Linked DNA regions of Zea mays: region 1 is linked to region 2. Evidence: chromatin contacts called from public Hi-C data. All regions are on one chromosome and are shown on one strand. Each heading gives the region's core, a stretch centred on a gene start, on an enhancer-like site or on the middle of the called end of the contact. The rest is flanking DNA. Distances are from core to core; before and after follow the strand shown.

Region 1 (2,830 bases), core at 129-2,628, 180 kb after region 2:
ACAAAATCTTCAACCCACGTAACGAATCAGTTCCATCAGCACAGTCGTCCATCAGCCCAGCCACGATTGACGTGCTCCGTGGTAGAAGATTTCACATGATGACATGATGAATAGTAGAATCACTGCGATTTTGCAACCCTCCACAAGTCCAACAATTGCAATGGCTTAACTAACAAACATGCCAAAAGCTTACAAGGACCAAATATCCCAATTGACATGATAAATACAAATGAAATGCCACGACATAATCAGATTGGAGTTGTTGAAAATAAAATATACAACGAAATAAAGACGCAGCGCCATCTTAAGTGCGACATAAAATTTCACTTAGGACATCAGTAACGCTTGTTTCACTGAGTTCATGGGAGTCTGAAATTGTTGAACTATTAAATTCAACACAGCTGGGCAAAGTGGACGTCGAATGTCATTATTCATGGGGGTTTAACGGTTTCTTTGAATGTGCAGAGAGAGAACATAAGGATACAAGTGTGGCGTCAGAGATGAGAAAAGAAACTTAATTGTTACAGTAAATTAACGATTGTACCTTAAGAATCTCGTTGTAGCTCCATGTTTGTTTTTGTTGTAGATCTCCGTGTTAGATGCAGAAATCCGAAGCGTGTAGGTGAGCTGAGATCGCAAACCACGCAAAGACCAATGCACATAGGGACACGGAACACCACGAGGGAGGAGAACCCGGGGCCAAAAAACAATCCCCCGTGCGATCTCCACCCCCAGGACACAAAAATATCTTCTTTTATTACCGTGGCCTGCCATGCGAGCGCACCCACCATGGCAAAGGCCTCTATAGCATGTCACGTCTTATACATGTTGCACCTTACCTCGCCTCTTCAAGTCGGCGCATCTCTTAGATCTAATAATTATCGAAATTCATCCAATAATTATCAGCGCAGCAGATTCATCATCCCGAGTGGAGCAGGGCAGAGAAGATCCCGATCCCACCGCCGACTTCAGCCATCATCGCTTCAGACGCGCTCCGAAAGGAACCCTAATAGCCTTGCGATTTCGCTAGCTCTAGAACCTGAAGCAAAACAACGCGGCAGATCAGCCCAACACAACAACAAAATCTTGCGGTCAGAGACTAACCGGTGCCGATCCAACTCGTCATACACGCGGATTTGTTGTACCTCCCGTGCTCAGATCCACAGCCTCCCAGCTCGATTCAAGCCGTAAGACGAAGAATCCGGCATTCAGATCTAAGCCTGCGCAACATGAAGCAAACTGATTTGTCGCTAAATCGAAACAAAGTAGCTCACCGAGGGCGCGCGAGGTAACGAGTCAAGGAGCCCGGCAATCCTGGATCTGGAGGGGAGAAGGTTGCGTGGAGGAGGGGAACGCCTCGAACAACATCTTGTTGGTTTAACGAATAATAATTGGCGGAAGCAAAGGTATTTATGGTCCCGTTGGCCGAAGCGGACAGCGGAGATGAGGCGGTTCGGTTTGGACGGCTGGGATGGAGATAACGTGTCGTGATATCATTGGCTGTAAACTGGGTCAGACCGTGTTGTTAGCCTACTAAGCGGAATTAGCGTCATGGCATGCGTCATGGTTAGTTTTGGATCCTTTGTGGGCGGAAGAGAAGAGAGGACGTTTGTGGCATAATTAGCTGGTTCGCATCCTCCGTGAAATTTTTTACTTTAACCATGGCAAAAGGTTATGTAGTCTGTGGTAAGCAAAACTGTTGGATAACAATAACATGATATCACTCTATATATATCTATTTTGTCTATACAAAAAGGTCGCTTTGTACCCTGTACAATATACCATATAATGTATCTATTTTTTCTAGTTTTTTTTTCTTCATCATATTAGGAGAGTTTTTCCATATTAAACTTTATGTCTCCTTTTTCTCACCTATGATTCTAACCATTGGTATCCAAAGCTAAGGTTAAACACACAAAAAATTTTATTCACCGAAGCCGCTGCTCGCCACCGGTTCTGGGCCCCAATAGATCTCCACAGCGGAAGACACCGCTGTCAGTTCATCCTCTCGTCGTTGCTTCATCCATCTCCATTTTAGCTTATGCTTTATCTGTAACATCCTGAATTAGAAGGTATAATTTTTTCGATATCCACCAAATTCAGGTGTTATTTTAAATATACGTGTGTTGTCTCTTGCTGAAGCACAGTTTTTTGGTTTGCCAAAATGGTCTCGTGGTATTTTGGTTTGGAAAAAGGAAAATACTAATGAATTTGGATTAAAACGACAAGATCTAATATATATATATATAGAGAAAGAAAACAAATTATTTTTACCTATAGATGGCCAATAAGCGTGAGGCCCGCGAGCCCGGCACGAAGCCCGCTGTTTGGGCCTAGTCCGAGCCCGGCACGGCCCGGTTTTATACGGGCCCGGACCGGCCCGGCACGAATAAGCGGGCTCGGCTCGGACAGGAAACTAGGCACGGTCCGTTTACCTCTAAGCCCGTTAAGCTCATTTTTTTTGCACTAAAATGTGCCTACCGGTCCGCTTAGACCATTTTTCGACCCGCTTTTTTTACTAAACGGGTCGGACCGGGCTCGGATAGGAAATCGAGCCCACAGACTTAGACGACCCGACCCGGTTTTCTAACTGTGTCTGATGGGTCGGGCCTAAAATGGGCCGAGCTTTACCGGCCCGGGCCGAGCGACCCGTTTTGCCATCTCTATTCTTACCCCATCAGACTGCCTCTGCCCACGCGCGCCTAGCCTGCCGCGCTGCAATCATCTTCACCATCTCTGAAATCTCCTCTCTCGCTCTCCCCAGTTGCGGCCTGTGCCGTCATCTCTGAAACCGTCACCACAATCTGCTCGAGTGCGTGCGTGCATAAAG
Region 2 (2,700 bases), core at 48-2,547:
CGCCGTGTGTACCATCATTATTAGAAAAACATTATATATATAATCGCTCGCTCATGGCCTAATCCTCCACTGGACCTAGTAGAAATTGTGTATCGATCACTCATTTTTTTCTCGAAAGCGCAGGAGAACTGCGTATCGTTATATTAAAAAGGAAAAAGAAGGGCCTTAGAGGGCCTTTACTAGCACAGTAATACAACGATGACCTTTGGGTTTGTTTCGGATCGCAATGCCTACCACGTTTACAAGACAGGAAGAAGCTGTAAAATATGAGTATATAACAGAACAAACAGAAGGAAACAAAAACAAAGAACTGATTGATTAACAAAAAAAATACTTCCTTAGCTACTTTAAACAAAGAATAGATATAAAAATTGTGGGCAAGGACACGTTTAGCCAGAATAAGTGTTACGAAAATGTGTGTTGCGTGGGATTTATGGCCATACAAAGGGTTGAGTCCGAAATGATGATATACGTAATAGGCTAGGTATGACATAAATTGAAGAAAAAACTTGTTCAACATTGGTTGATATAGTTCGGACATGTCCAACGGAGACCTTCATAAGCACCAATGTGTAATGGGATCCTAAGGCACGATAGCAATGGGAATAGAGAGAGAAAGACCGAAGTTTTTGACATGGGAAGAGACATTAAAAGAAGACTTGGAATGTGGAAAACAGTTATCACATACCGCCCGGTTGGGTTTTTAATTCGAGCCTTCCCCAATTTATTTGGGAAAAGGCTTTGTTGTTGTCGTCGTTGTTAGGTAAGGACAACTAAAACAAGCTTCACTTTCGATGTATTCTTATGATCAAAGAACTAGCTCCGACAGATGAATCGGAGATAGAGACTGAGAATTAAGGTAGACCTTCTTTGCACTTGACGAGAGGTACCTACCAGCAATCACATCCCAGATCACAAGCAATTGAAACAGCACTTTTGACTCAGGTCCAAACCTTTGGAAATAAGCACTAATCATACACAAACCTTCCCCTAGGCCCGTACAGTACTCACATCCGTCGCAATCGACGCAGCCACAGGCTCTCCCTCTCCACTTGCTGCCGCCGTGGGGAAACCACGGCGCACAAAAGGTCGCAACGGCGGTTGTGACGGACCGCAGCACGCTGGGGCTTCATGCGGACGGTGAGGCGTTCCCCGGCACCCGATAAACGCCTTCGAAGAACTTTGGGGAAGTACTGAAACTGGAAGAGGGGATAAAAAGCTCACCTTTTGTCTTCACGGCAGGCGTTGGAAGGGGCGGTGGCGCAGGGTAGACACGGCGGCCGGCACGGGACAAGAAAATTCGCCGCAGAAGCGAGAGGAGAGAAAGAAAGGTTGGTGTACTCGTTTCGAGTCTTCGTTGTTTCTCTTTCCTAGGAGATTCTCACTTCTCACTCGCGTGGGCATAAGCTTGAGGGCATGTTTGCTTCGCGTCTAAGATTAGTTAGGTTTTAAAGTTAGATATATAATTTATAGTCATAATTTTAAAATTTAAAAACAAGACGACATACGTTAGTAGACTAAGAGTTTCTCCTTCAACTTTCATTCAAAGGTTGGTTAAAAGAAGAAAATAAAAGATGTGATGGTAAAATAATGAAGGTAGCATGTAAATTAAGAAGAATAAATATATCACTCGTCTGTGTATGCACACTTGCATTTATTTCATTCCTTTGTAATGTAACATTCGATTACAATTATACATTCGACCTTACGCAATTGATATCTTGAAGGTTATTTCGGAGGCTAAGTTGGACAATTTCCGAAGTCTTGAAGGCTTCGTTAGTACCAAAATCCAAGAGCAGCTTGAAGGCTGCAGGGGAAGGGCATAAAGGTCCGAGCTATCTCGACATGTGTCGGTCTATTTTGAAGAAGGATTTGAAGAATTGAAGAAGATGAAGGAGCTTGGTTACTTCGGCGACAAGGTTAAAGTGCGGCTTGCTGGTGACGAGGCAACCCCGAAGACGAAGAGCAAGGAGGTTGTAGTTTTTAGAAACTTCTTCTGAGCCAGCCTTCGGCTGTCGATGTTGGATGATAGCGAAGGTTTTACAGAAGTATCAGATTTCGTATTTAACATCTGAAAAATATCCTGAAGGCTCCAAAAAATCTAGAAAAATTCCTAGATATGATTTCGCACCCAATGAACTTAAAATACATATTTAGATCTTTGGAAAATGTTTTTAAGTACCTCAAATAAATAGATTTTGGTTTTTGAAAAATATAAAAATATTCCAAAAAATATGAAAAATTTATCGAAAGCTTCCACATGGTATATTAACATATTTCAAACGCCTTTTGCACTTAGAAACACTATGCAACGACATGAATGTAACAACCAAAGCACCTCTAGGGCTCACTTTACTAGGCTTACGCCAATATATAACAAAATAATTCTCCATTATTTTAGAAAAAAGAAAAGAAAAGCAAGTAAAAGAGAGGGTAACACCTGAATTTGGTGTATATTAGAAAAGAAATTTTATACCCTCAAATTCAGGGTGTTAGAATTGTGTTCATCGCAAGCAAGAATGAAGATGATCACCCTAAACCCTTGAATTAGTCCTTTCTTGTAGAATTGTTCTCAATCAAATAGAAAGCGTGACACATGAATTAGTCCTCCTCCAGTACCTGTCGGCAGTTCGGAGTCTTGAGAAGGAGTTTCGTGGTTTCACACTACCATATCTACAGGGGCAAGAATGATGAGGCTGA

Evidence for each region. Hi-C and Micro-C count contacts between places; a contact is called where the count stands out from the background.
Region 1: a Hi-C map of ear shows a contact between it and region 2, with 1.5 times the contacts expected there. The contact joins the promoter of LOC111255646 here to the promoter of LOC100273920 in region 2. A contact is called at or near these places in 2 of 25 Hi-C or Micro-C datasets (ear and tassel).

What each region holds. Positions count from the first base shown.
Region 1 is chr8:810,001-812,830 of Zm-B73-REFERENCE-NAM-5.0, forward strand. LOC111255646 reads right to left here and starts at 1,379. Exons shown (of 1, transcript NM_001356980.1): 1 at 1-1,379. The coding sequence starts at 791. The coding sequence ends at 546.
Region 2 is chr8:627,378-630,077 of Zm-B73-REFERENCE-NAM-5.0, forward strand. LOC100273920 (putative protein kinase superfamily protein) reads right to left here and starts at 1,298. Exons shown (of 9, transcript NM_001148312.1): 1 at 1,225-1,298. LOC109941442 (a long non-coding RNA gene) reads left to right here and starts at 792. Exons shown (of 2, transcript XR_002264077.2): 1 at 792-1,331; 2 at 1,728-2,070.